2 separate regions of the Capra hircus genome follow, and region 1 is linked to region 2. The links are chromatin contacts, called in public Hi-C maps. All regions are on one chromosome and are shown on one strand. The core of a region is the stretch at or near the end of the contact, and the rest is flanking DNA. Distances in the headings are between cores, read along the strand shown. Region 1 holds the start of ZFP36L2 (zinc finger protein 36, C3H1 type-like 2). Region 2 has its middle 80 kb from the start of ZFP36L2.

Region 1 (6,016 bases), core at 642-3,141, 82 kb before region 2:
CTCTACATTCACTATTCTGTGGACCTTCACCCATCCAGCCATGCTCCAGAGGTCTGACTTGCTCCATTTTTTTGCTTTGTCAATTTAATAAGTAAGATGGAATATACTTGTTTATCTTTTAAACACCATAACAGATAACTCATTTGCATTGGCACCTTGACAAAAGGTGATAGATTAGTAAAGCAGAAATTATGTTAGTTTTACAAGGAAACCCAGTTGCCCAAGTGATTATGTGATTTGTCTAAAACCATGCGGTTTTTAAGGGAAGGAGGCTGAACTCCAGCCCTGTTTCTGATCCTGAAGTCCTTACAGCCCTGCCCTGGCTCAAGCACCCTGGATGGGTAGAGAGTCCAGCAGTTGGCTCTGCATGCAAGCTGAACTTGAAGGAGTTGGTTTCCTGAGAGACAGGCCTAGTTCATTCCTTCCCAGGGTACTGAGAGAGGGAGTGAGTGCAGCGGAATGTAAATAAGCACAAGGATACACAGCCAGAAATAAGATCAACTGGGCAAGGGGGTGTGGGTCGCAGGAGCTTCTTTCCCTGGCAGGTACTGGACCTTCCAACTTAGGCCCAGTAACAGCCTAGGCTGCCAGGTGTGCGAAATCATGGGCCGGACTCCAGCCTTTCAGAGGCAGCGTCTGCATAGACGCGGAGAAGTGTCCTGGACAGGACCCCAGATCTAACAGAGGCTTAAGCCTCACTGGGTGCTGGGGCGGGGTGGTGTCTGCCTCACACCCAGAGGGCACTGGCTGGCAAAATCTTATACCAATGCAGGCTTCTGGGGTGTGGGAGTGGCAAGAGAAGGTAAGGAGAGCCCACTAGGTGTATCCTCGGTGCCCAGCCTTGCCTGGCTGCGGGTAGTCCTCAGCGGGAGCCCGCAACCCAGGACGAGCTAAGGAAGGGCGCGGCGCCCTGAACGGCCAGGGAGGGTCTAGGAGGGGCGCGCCAGGCCAAGGCTGCGGCGGACGGGAGCCTCAGCGGGCAGCTGTACCTCGACCCCCAGGAGGACTGTGGAAAGCCGGACAGACCAGCAGACGGACAAGGCGGCGGGAAGTGGCCTCCATGCCTGCGCGGTTCTCCCGGCCTTTCCTCCCGTCCTCCCAGGCGGCTCTCCCGCCCGGGACGCCCCGCGCCACTCTGCGACTTTGGCCCTGGCTCAAGGTCTTGTGATGTGATTAGCAAAGCCAGCGCCTTGTCCTCAGACACTCAGCCCTGCCCGGCAGGCCTCGGCATTCAAGCCCTGTTTACTGCAGTCTGGGCGGGAAGAGGGGCGGAGAAACGGGCCCAGGCTCCTCCGGGAGAGACTGCCCAGGCGGCCGCCCGCGTGGCCGCTCCCGCCCCCACCCCCACCGCATCTCCACGTGCAGTCGGGACGCAGCCACCACCCATTAAACTCGGGCCCAGAGTCCCCGCCCCCCCGGCCAGAGGACCCTTTCCAAAGCAGCCGGGCCGCGCGGACGGTTGCAATATTCTTGCACTTTGCAATTCCCGCGCCCAATATTAAACAGAGTAGGAGATAAAAGCTCCGCAATTTCGTCTAGCAGGATCGGGCGGGGAAAGACACGTTCAGGGCTGCAGAAACCCAACCACGTTAGACCTGCTGGGGATTTCCGACAGAACAGCCCCAGAAGAAGGGAGCCGTATCCTCCCGCCACCAACCAGCAGCACCCATCTCCGCCGAGATCTCCACGCCGCCCCGGGAGCCCAAGGCGGCCAGCCCCGCCCCGAGGCCTCTTCGTCCCCTCCCCCAGAGGAAAAAAATTGGCGGCGGCCAATGGGAGGCCAGGAAGGCTCTTGACGTCCGCCAGCGGGCGGGAGGCGTTGCCTGGAGACCCCTACGGGGTCAGCGTTCTGTCCCCTCCCCTCGCACGCCCGCCCCGGAGCGGCCGCGCTCCGGGGGCTCTATATAGGGCGCGCGCTCGCGGGCCGCTGAGTTCCACCAGTCCGCGAGCTGCCGTCGGCTCCGCGCGGGGGGGGCGGGCCGGGCACCCCGGGGCGCGGAGGAGCGCTCTAGCTTAATTCTTCTTTCCCCCCAACTCCGCACTCCCGGGCACCCTCAAACCAGTCCACGCTGCTGCCCCCGCTCCCTCTTTTCTCGCCCCCCAGCAAACTTTCGGTCTCTCCCTCGCCCCTCGCCCGTTACTCGTCGTGGCTCGGGCCCGGCCGCGCCGCCCCGAGGGCTCCTCCGGATCTCCCAGTCTCCAGCTCCGACCATTAGAGGATCCAGAAACATGTCGACCACACTTCTGTCCGCCTTCTACGATATCGACTTCTTGTGCAAGGTACGCGGGTGAGCAGGGAGCCCTTCAAGTTCTCAGGCTTGGCCTTCTGTCCTCGGCTTTGGGGGTTCTCTTCCCGCTCTGACTTTTTTAGATTCGGGAAAAATCCCAGAGTTTGCACTGTTGCTCGAGCCTTGTGGGCGGGGAGAAGGAGCAGCTGGGAGGAAAGGCAGAAGGGAGTCGCTGTAGCTGTTAAGTTTCACCGCAGCCACGCTGCCCGGGGCTTCCCGGACGGGGTTTGCGCCGCCCAGGCCTGCGGCCCACGGCTGAGGATCACATGTCGCGACGCAGCGCGGCCTAGGGTGGGAGAGTCCGGCTCCTCCCAGTACGAACTTGATTCTTGTGCGCGTTTAAGTGTGGAAGTTGGGCCGAATCGAGATCCGAAAAAAGGAAAAAGAATCGGAGGGCTGGTAGTGGCTACTCCGCAACTCGCCCCAACTCTTCCCTCCTCCCTTTTCATCTCTTCCCCGCTCCCCTCCTCTTGGCAGACGGAGAAATCCCTGGCCAACCTCAATCTGAACAACATGCTGGACAAGAAGGCGGTGGGGACACCCGTGGCCACCGCCCCCAGCTCGGGCTTCACGCCGGGCTTCCTCCGACGGCACTCGGCCAGCAACCTGCACGCGCTCGCCCACCCCGCGCCTAGCCCCGGCAGCTGCTCGCCCAAGTTCCCGGGCGCGGCTAACGGTAGCGCGGCGGCCGGCGGCTCGGCCTCCTACGGCACCCTCAAGGAGCCGTCGGGGGGCGGCGGCACCGCCCTGCTGAACAAGGAGAACAAATTCCGGGACCGCTCGTTCAGCGAGAACGGGGAGCGCAGCCAGCACCTCCTGCACCTGCAGCAACAGCAGAAGGGGGGCGGCGGCTCCCAGATCAATTCGACCCGCTACAAAACTGAGCTGTGCCGGCCCTTCGAGGAGAGTGGCACCTGCAAGTACGGCGAGAAGTGCCAGTTCGCGCACGGCTTCCACGAGCTGCGCAGCCTGACGCGGCACCCCAAGTACAAAACCGAGCTGTGCCGCACCTTCCACACCATCGGCTTCTGCCCCTACGGGCCGCGCTGCCACTTCATCCATAACGCTGATGAGCGGCGACCCGCGCCGTCCGGGGGCGCCTCCGGGGACTTGCGCACCTTCAGCGCCCGCGATGCGCTGCACCTAGGCTTCCCGCGGGAACCGCGGCCCAAGCTGCACCATAGCCTCAGCTTCTCGGGCTTCCCGTCGGGCCACCACCAGCCCCCTGGGGGCCTCGAGTCGCCCCTGCTTCTCGACAGCCCCACGTCGCGCACACCGCCGCCACCCTCCTGCTCCTCGGCCTCGTCTTGCTCGTCGTCCGCTTCGTCCTGCTCGTCGGCCTCGGCAGCCTCCACGCCCTCCGGCGCCCCGACGTGCTGCGCCTCTGCTGCGGCCGCGGCGGCGGCCGCGCTGCTGTACGGCACCGGGGGCGCCGAGGACTTGCTTGCACCCGGCGCGCCCTGCGCCACCTGCTCGTCGGCCTCGTGCGCTAACAACGCCTTCGCCTTCGGCCCGGAGCTGAGCAGCCTCATCACACCGCTCGCCATCCAGACCCACAACTTTGCCGCTGTGGCTGCTGCCGCCTACTATCGCAGCCAACAACAGCAGCAGCAACAGGGCCTGGTGCCCCCCGCGCAGCCCCCGGCGCCGCCCAGCGCGCCCCTCCCTGCCAGCGCCGCCGCGCCGCCCTCGCCGCCCTTCAGCTTCCAGTTGCCGCGCCGCCTGTCCGAGTCGCCGGTGTTCGACGCGCCCCCTAGCCCCCCAGACTCGCTGTCGGACCGCGACAGCTACTTGAGCGGCTCCCTGAGCTCGGGCAGCCTCAGCGGCTCTGAGTCCCCCGGCCTTGACCCGGGTCGCCGCCTACCCATCTTCAGCCGCCTCTCCGTCTCCGACGACTGAGGCAAGAGGGCGCCAGTGAGGAGAAGGAAGGGAAGGCCGTTCTGGGGGTGTTGGAGGGCGCCCCTGCTTAGGGGCAGAGGGGCACGGGAGTGTGGGGAGTGACATCGGCCACAAGCAGACTGCAGGCTGTGCCGAGCACTTGGACTCGAACTTGAGTGCCGGGAGGGGCCCCCACCCCTCCCCTTTCGGTTCCCTCTTTGTTTTTGTTTTTTTTTTAATTATTATTATTATTTTTATTATTATTACGAAGTTTCATTCTTGTTGAGCGGGAAAAAAGCCAACGAACTTTTTGTATTGATGAACAAAAGACTCACAACAGAGCAGTTGTGATGCGGATAGAACAAAAAACCAAACAACAAACTTTTTTAGGTCTCCGATGCGTTTGGGATTTTAGGAAAAATCAACCCAGCACCAGCAGCTATCAACCACCATTCCATATCTTCACTTGAAAAGCATTAGTTACAGTCCAGATGTCGGGACTCTTGTCTTGAGAGAAGTTCCTAATTGTTTGTCCCAGACCAGTGTAAACAAACCAGCCAACCACCGCCTTGCTAAACCTATAAGCTTTTAGAATCCAATATTCTGCCAAGAATATGCCTTGATAGTACACCTCAGCTCCATAGGTGTTTGTTTTTTAACAAAGTTATATATGTCTGGAAAAAAGAAAACCTTGCATTCCAAAGTTTCATACTGGTTACTGGTTTCATTGCCACCACTTAGTGGATGTTTAATTTAGAACCATTTTGTCTGCTCTTTCTGGAAGCCTTGGGCAGAGCTTAGTTTGTAATTGATGGGGAATAACTGCTGAATTTTTAGCTGTTTTGAGTTGATTCGCACCACTGCACCACAACTCAATATGAAAAAAAAAACTATTTAACTTATTTATTATCTTGTGAAAAGTATACATTGAAAATTTTGTTCATACTGTATTTATCAAGTATGATGGAAAGCAATAGATATATATTCTTTTATTATGTTAAGTTATGATTGCCATTATTAATCGGCAAAATGTGGAGTGTATGTTCTTTTCACAGTAATATATGCCTTTTGTAACTTCACATGGTTATTTTATTGTAAATGAGTAAAAAAATCTTAATTTAAGAGATTGTATGTAATATTTATTTCATTAATTTCTTTCCTTGTTTACGTAAATTTTGAAAGATTGCATGATTTCTTTACAGAAATCTATCTTGATGCTGTGGAAGTAGTTTGAGGAATATCTTATGAGTTTTTCTTAGAATGTATAATGGTTGTAGCCCATCCAACTTTAAAAGAAAAAATGACCACATTGCAATCAGGCTTACATGTGGCATGCTTTTCTCATTCCAACTTTATAAATTAGCAAAAGATGTTTTTTGTTTGCTTATTCCACCAGTTCCACTGTGACATACTCTGCATATAAAGACATGTAGCAATAATGGGGGGGGGGCGGTAATCTTACAGTGCCTTTGGAAGGGCCAGAACTTGCCTTAAATTTTCCTCAACCAAATAAGTATTTTGTCTATTAGTGCTTGAGAGAATCTGAATGTAGGATGGGTTCAACTGCACAAAAGGAGAAGATTTTTACCACTTTTTTTTATATAGATATAAAGTGAAGAGGCCACCTCTTAGTGCTAAAATGGTATGTAGTACATGAATATGCCTTGTTTAATTACAGAAAATTCCAAAACTTGTACTATTTTTTTTTCCCCGTGTGGAAAGGCAGGAATGCTTTTCTGGACAGCGGCTGAATGAGCAGTAGCTTTAGTTTGTTTGTACGTAGGTACAGTTGGAGCACTATGTATGTATGTATTGTGGACTACTTTGACAGAAGTAGGTATTTTGAATGT
Region 2 (6,524 bases), core at 3,590-6,089:
GAGGTACAAACTCAACAATTTTCTGTGCTGTGAGTGAATGAGTGAAAGAAGTCAGGTGGTGAAGGGAGATGTTTACCCTCACAGGGGAAGGCTGGATGTGAAGGCAAACTCGTTATGGGCAAGCTAAACAGATCATTCTAGGTGGAGCAGGGGAATGACAAGTAATTTAGCAAAGGGAAGGCCGTGTACAGCCATGCGGTCTAGTACATACACTGTAAAGTGAACGGTGCCCCCCGCCAGTTGTACAGTTCTCAACCTGTACAACAGTTTATGGTGCCCCTGGTCAGGGGGAAGAACCCAACAGTTGGACCCCCTCAGCAGGGCTGAGTGGAGGCAGCTGTACAGGTGCCTGCCGCTGGAGGGACAGGCTGTACCCTCCATGAGGACGCCACGTGGTCACGGTTAGCAGCATGCCGTCCGCTGGTGTCGTAGCCGCAGACAGTCATCCAACCAGGGGGAGCAACTGTTCTGCTGTTAGTGATCTCTGGTGCCTGGAGTGCCCGGCGGGACCTGGCTGGGGAAATCACCCTGACACACCCCACAAACACACACCAAATGCGGTGGACAAAGATAATCAGACACAGTGGGAGGGAGGGCTGTTTCCTGAGCCAGCTGTGAGCTCCGGAGGCGTAGGACACTGTGTTCTGAGACGACATCTCCATGGAGTGGAGGGCTCAGCGAGGGACCTAGCCAGGCCCCCTCCTCCTCCCGGGCCCCGCTGGCTGGGCACAACAACCACCAGCCCGCGATGGCGGGGCTGTCTGTGATGAGTCACCTTGCCCACAGCGAGACTTGCTGGGCGATGTTATCAGCTCCTCTGCTTACTTAATTCTTTGGTTGACATCACAACCACCTCCGACCTCTCTTCTCGGCACTGCAGCCTGCAGCCTGGTGTGTCCTGGAAGGAGAGGTGCTGGAGGGCCCTTGCCAGAAGCTAGCGGGGCAGGTAAATCAGGACCCTCAGCTCTTTGATCTTTAGCCTCCGGTTCCTGCCGCATAGGAACCTTGGTTTACCTCCCAGGAAATGCTGTCTGGAGTCAGATCTAAGACCCCTTCTCACCCCTGCCTGAAGCTTATTCCCTCTCTCCTCACTCAGATATGGGCTGAGCCCCGAGCCCCTCAGTGTGTCCTGCTGGATCCTGGGGGTGCAGCCCCGGAATCCAACCTTCTGCTGCCTCAGGCATGTGCTCTAAGCTCTGTCTTATGGAGGCACAGCTGCCCCTGGGCCTTTGGGATGGGCCTCTGAGTTCCCAGGCCCAGGCTGTGCTGCCTCACTGACCAGTCACCCTGCCCCAGGGACTGGCTCCCTCAGACCACCCCTCACCCACACCACCCGGCTCCAGGCAGCCTCCGGGGAGCGGAAGCCTGTGCTTTTCATCCATAGCCCAGGATCCTCTCCTCCCCTCGCCTTGTCAGTGTCCCCGAGCTGACCCAGCGTGGTCAGTGGCACATGGAGGGTACCAAGGGGTCAGTAGAGTGGCGCCAGGGGAGACCGGAGGCATGCGCTGTTTCATTTCAGCCTCCCCTGGCTTTCCCTCTGCGGCCAGATGGAATGAGAAGGGAGGGGTTCCGTTCCTGCTCCCCCCACCCCACTGTCCTCCTCTGCCCCTCCCCATCTTCAGAAATGGACAGCAGGGCGGTGAGGCTGAGAGGCCGCCAAGAGAGGCTCAGGGTCCAGTCCCCGATGGAAGGCTGCCCAAGCCTGTCCTGCCAGGGAGGCGGTGAGGGAAGGTTGGCGGCGGGGGGTGGGGAGAGGGGTAGGGAAAGGAGCCAGCCCTTTGAACTGCCCCAATCCCATCCTCTGTGGCCCCAGGAGACAGCGCCTCAAATGTCACTGCCTGGGGCCAGGGAAGGGGGATGGGGAGGTTTCTCAATACCCGCCATTTTTACTCCAGTTGTGAGACCAAAATGAATTGTTCTTAGAAGGAAAAAGAAAAAACCAACCAAACAAAAAGACCAAAAAAACCCACTGCTGAGGTCACTCCAGCTGCCCCAGCAGCTGAAGAACAGGTCCTGAGAGCAGATACCACACCTGGGCAGGGTCTGCTCCCCTCCCCTGCCCCCACCCTCCCTGCCTGCCCACTCTGTACCCCAACACCAGTCGCTGCCTTGGCTTCCTGGAACAGGGCAGAATGCTGCTCCAGGTAAGGAGGGGATGGGCCCCAAAAGAGGCCTGGAGAAGCAGGCCTGGGCTCAGCCCCACCCAGCCCAGTCTTGCTGGGTCTCTGTCCCCCAACTGCCCTGCCAAGTGGGGGACACCACTGAGGATCCAAGGACATAATAAATGTGAAAAAGTGCTTGGAAGTAATCACTAACCAGCCAATAGGCTGGGGTCCTGTAGAGAAGGAAAAAGGGAATTAGGGAGGGTTTCAGAGAAGAGATCACTCCTCAACAATTTAAGAACGTTAAGTCAGTTGATTACATCTGCTCTTGGAATCTTTCAGGTTCCCTTTTGAGTTCTTATTAATGCTCTCAGCAACGTGCACATCTTGAGAATGACGGATACCATGGTGGAACTCAGCTTGTGGTCTGCTCAGACCCCTGGATCCTTTTCAAGTTTGAGATCACAGGGTCATCAGCTTAGCCTAGTAGGGGTTCTGCGTAGTATTCTCCTTCTTGGCTGCAGACTAAGCTCAAATGCGAGTGAACCCGACTGCTTTCCTCACAGAGTATAGCTTGATTTCAGCGGCAGTTTGAGCTCTTATCCCTCTTAACCCTGAGCCTGAAGCTCCCCTACACTCGCATAGCCCACAGACACCTCTCCCCGTTGGCTCAGCAGTAAAGAATGTCTGCAGTGCAGGAGCCACGGAGACTTGGGTTCAATCCCTTGGGTCAAAAAGATCCCCTGGAGGAGGGCATGGCAACCCACTCCAGTGTTCTTGCCTGGAGAATCCCATTGACACAAGACTGCCCATAGCGTTGCAAAGAGTTAGCACGCACACACTTGTCATCTTTTACTAGCCACTTCCGTCGCTTGTGTGCTAAGATGCTGGTTCCTGGTGAGACTCCCTACCATCCAAGGCGAAGGCTGAGTCATCCTTAACCATGGCCTCTGTCCACCACGTCTGATTAGCATCTCATCTAGTGGATTCTGACACTGGTATCTTGAGTCTTCCTCCCTTCTTCCCCATTCCCCACAACCCCCAGTGTTTGTAAGTTTAGATCTCTTCTTAAGATCTCATCTCTTTTCTTAAGCGTGGCCAGTGGAACCAATCAGACCTCCTGGGCCATCCGCCACCCAGCTGATGTGATGGCACCCTCCCCTCCTGATGGCTCCAGCCTGCCTCTCTGTCCTCCGGTCCCAGCACTTGCAGGAAGTGCAGAACCCACGAGCATGCTATGCGGGAAACAACTGGGCCAGACTGTTTCCTTACGTTTGTTCAGAGGCCGCTGAATAGATTTATGGGCCACTCCTTCCTCAGCGCCCCACTCTGCTCTGTCCACTCTGCTCTGTCCACTCTGTGTTGAGCGGCTGAGAGAACACAGCCCTATTCTGCTCCCCCAGCCACATACACAGCCCTGACCCCAGATGCAGAGGGGCCTTCAACCTCTCTCTCTCTAGACCCTGATACCACCAACAGCGTGGGGGTCCACACCACGGAAACCTGGGTGGGATCTCGTGTTTGCCCCTTTCCCACTGGGGCCCTCAGACAAGTTATTTTATCTCTGAGGAATTTTTTCCTCATCTCTCAAATGGGGTAATATCACTACCTGTCTCCCAGGATGGGTAGTTGAGTCTGTCAGGTGCTTGGCACAGAGCCTGGCACATCATGAGAGGGTAGCAAATGACTTTCATGGTTTCCACTCTTGTTATTAATCACTAGGACCTGGGAGAAAGTGCAGATAACTCAGAGTGGCTGATGCCTCTGTCCTTCCCTCCCCTCCCCAGACTCTCCAGCACATCCTTCATCCCCTCTGCACTTGTTCAGAGCCTCCTGTTCGTCTCCTCTCTGGCTGTCTGCTCTCGTTCCCTAAACAGGGGCTTAGGCAAGGCCACCTAGTCCCCTTCGGCCAGCCCTTCCTCCCAGGACCCAGTGCTGTCCCCACGGGGCTGTGATCCCAGCATCAGAATTGTCCTCAGCCTGGGGGTGGTGTGGGCTGCCACGTTCAGCTTCTTATTACAACGGCAGTGGGATTGCTCAGTAAAGCCCCAAAATCTGACCCCAACCACACAGGGAGTGAGATGCTGAACTGGCATGCTGGCAACCCAGGTCTTCTGGCTCCAAAGCCAAGACTGTCTCCATTCTGCCCTGCTACTGTCCCTTCCAGCCTTTTTTGCCTCTGTATGTCTCAGTCTCCTCATCTGCACAATGGGCATATAAAGAGGAGGGGAGAAGTATGGGGCTGGGATGGGAAGCTGGGAGGAGGTGGAGGCCATGCTGTGCACCAGGCAGGCAAGCCTGGCTGGGGTGAGGACTCTAACAGGGTAAACAGGAGGTGAGGGAGGCCTGACCAGTCTCCACCCTTCCAGCCGCACAAGAACTGTATCTGAGTCCACAGCGCCCCCTGCTGGCAGATCACCCAGAAGCTCCCTGTGGGCAGCACCAGCCCCAAGCCTCACATTTCCCTTTGGTGACCACTGGGAAGGTGTCACCCCTCCCCTCAGGGAGCCCAGTCTGAGGGCCGACGTGTATCCAAGGCTCAGGAAGCCCAGGATGGGGAGTGGGAGCCAGTGTTTCTGTCTGAGAAGGGAGCTCCCTAGGCCAAGGGGTTCAACATTCTCTTCCGGAGAGCCCGTTGAAATCTCTGCCAGAGGGAAAGACCTGCAGACCGGCCGGAAGCCAGGTGGTCTGCCCCATGCCCAGCAGCTACCCATGGTTACAGCGTCTCCCATCCCCCCACCCCTATCCCACAGGGACGACGGGGGAGACAGGTGAGGGCAGACGCTGAGAAACCAGGGCCCTTGCTTGCCCTCCAGCCAGGTCCCCTCATCAACACTCTCACCATCTACAAATGGTCCTTTCAGGCCTCCAGATCCCAGGCCCACCTTCCTCCTTGCCAGGACTCTTGCCTGCATTGGCAGTAGTTTCAACATCTCTGCGTTTCCTTAGCCTGATTCTGTGTTAGGAGCTAGGGACTCAGAGCAACAAGCCCCTAACAAGACCACCAGGACCTCCAACATGGCAGTATTCTCCCCATCTTCTCCCTTCCCACTAACCCCCTGGATGGTCCCTGCTCTGGGCTCCAGGACCTGCTCTGCAGGGCAGTCTTAACACACCCCAGATTACAATCCAGCAAGTTGTGGTCACCCTCCTGTCCCCTCCCTGGAAAGTCACCACTCACCACCTCCAACCTTGGGCTCTTCTCACTGCCTTTGAGACTTTTCCATCAACCTGCATCCTTCCTGGACTGTTTACATAAGGACCAGATTGAGATCCTCCTCTTCCAGGAAGTCTTCCTAGAGGAAGTCAGCTGGACACAGTTTTGCCCCAGGGGACAGTCAGCAATGTCAGAGACATTTTTGATTGTTAGAATTGGGAGGTGGTGCTGCTGGCAGCTACTGGGTAGAGATCAGAGATACTTCCCAGCATCCTACAGTGCACAGAACAGCCCCTACAACTAAGAAATACCCAGCCCCAAATGTCAATAGTGTCAAGGCTGAGAAACCCTGATTTGCAGAAATCCACAGATTGAAATCTTCTAGGTGGCGCAATGGTAAAGAATCTGCCTGTCAGTGCAGGATAGGTAGGAGATGTGGGTTTGATCCCTGGGTTGGGAAGATCCCCTGAAGAAGGAAATGGCAACCCACTCCAGTATACTTGCCTGGAAAATCCCATGGACAGAGGAGGCTGGCAGGCTACAGTCCATGGGGTTGCAGAGAGTCAGACCCGACCGAGCACATATGCTCGGACTGAGGAATAAAATGGTGGCCAAAAAAGGGGCAATAGCTCATGCAGGGGAAAGGCCAGAGCAGATGTCTCCAAATAGACACAGGCTTCCCTTTTGCGTGGGCTTTATCCTCCCATGTGCCTCCCACACCTCTCTGTGGGCCAGTCCTCTCTTGCGTAAGTGGAGGTGACCTGATCCAAAGGAGAAGCCAGGGCCTGCCTAGAGAGTCCCTGGGGAAGTGGAATCTGTGTGGGGAGACCTTTGGGAGCAGAGGGTGCTTTGGCCTCAGTTTAGTCATCTGTAAAATGGGGTGGGTGTTCCCATCCAGTCCAAATGGTCCTAAATGGTATCTCTCTGATGGGCCCAGTCATTTCCCCCCTGCTGATGAGCAGGAGCCCTCCCACAGGGCTGAGGGTGGAGTACCCGCCACCAGCCCCTTAAACAGATGTGAGGGTTTATTGTTGTTCCAATTGCCCTCCCAGGAAACAGCTGTTAAGAACGAGGCTTCTTTGATAGACTTCATCAAAGCTGCTTCCGTGTCCCCTGGAGACTGAGTAGGGGGTGGGGGTGGGGCAGAAAGAGTCTCCATCTGAGAACAGCTAATGGCCAAGCCCCAGCACAGAGGTGGAGGCTGTGAAGGGTGCCTTCTTCTTTGGTTGGGGTTAAGAATGTCCCTGAGGCAGGTAACCCTGACA

The links. A called contact is a pair of places that touch in the nucleus more often than the background predicts.
Region 1: a contact with region 2 is called in a Hi-C map of blood, with 5 times the contacts expected there. The contact joins the promoter of ZFP36L2 here to the enhancer-like site in region 2. A contact is called at or near these places in 3 of 5 Hi-C or Micro-C datasets (all in blood).

Annotation. Positions count from the first base shown.
Region 1 is chr11:25,386,522-25,392,537 of ARS1.2, reverse strand. ZFP36L2 (zinc finger protein 36, C3H1 type-like 2) reads left to right here and starts at 1,891. Exons shown (of 2, transcript XM_013967582.2): 1 at 1,891-2,280; 2 at 2,766-6,016. The coding sequence starts at 2,230. The coding sequence ends at 4,187.
Region 2 is chr11:25,307,071-25,313,594 of ARS1.2, reverse strand. No RefSeq gene overlaps it. Among named protein-coding and RNA genes, the nearest start is that of ZFP36L2, 80 kb to the left of the region's middle. Within about 2 kb of position 4,839, at least 1 of the 5 cell types and tissues checked has an H3K27ac peak or open chromatin away from gene starts, as enhancers often do.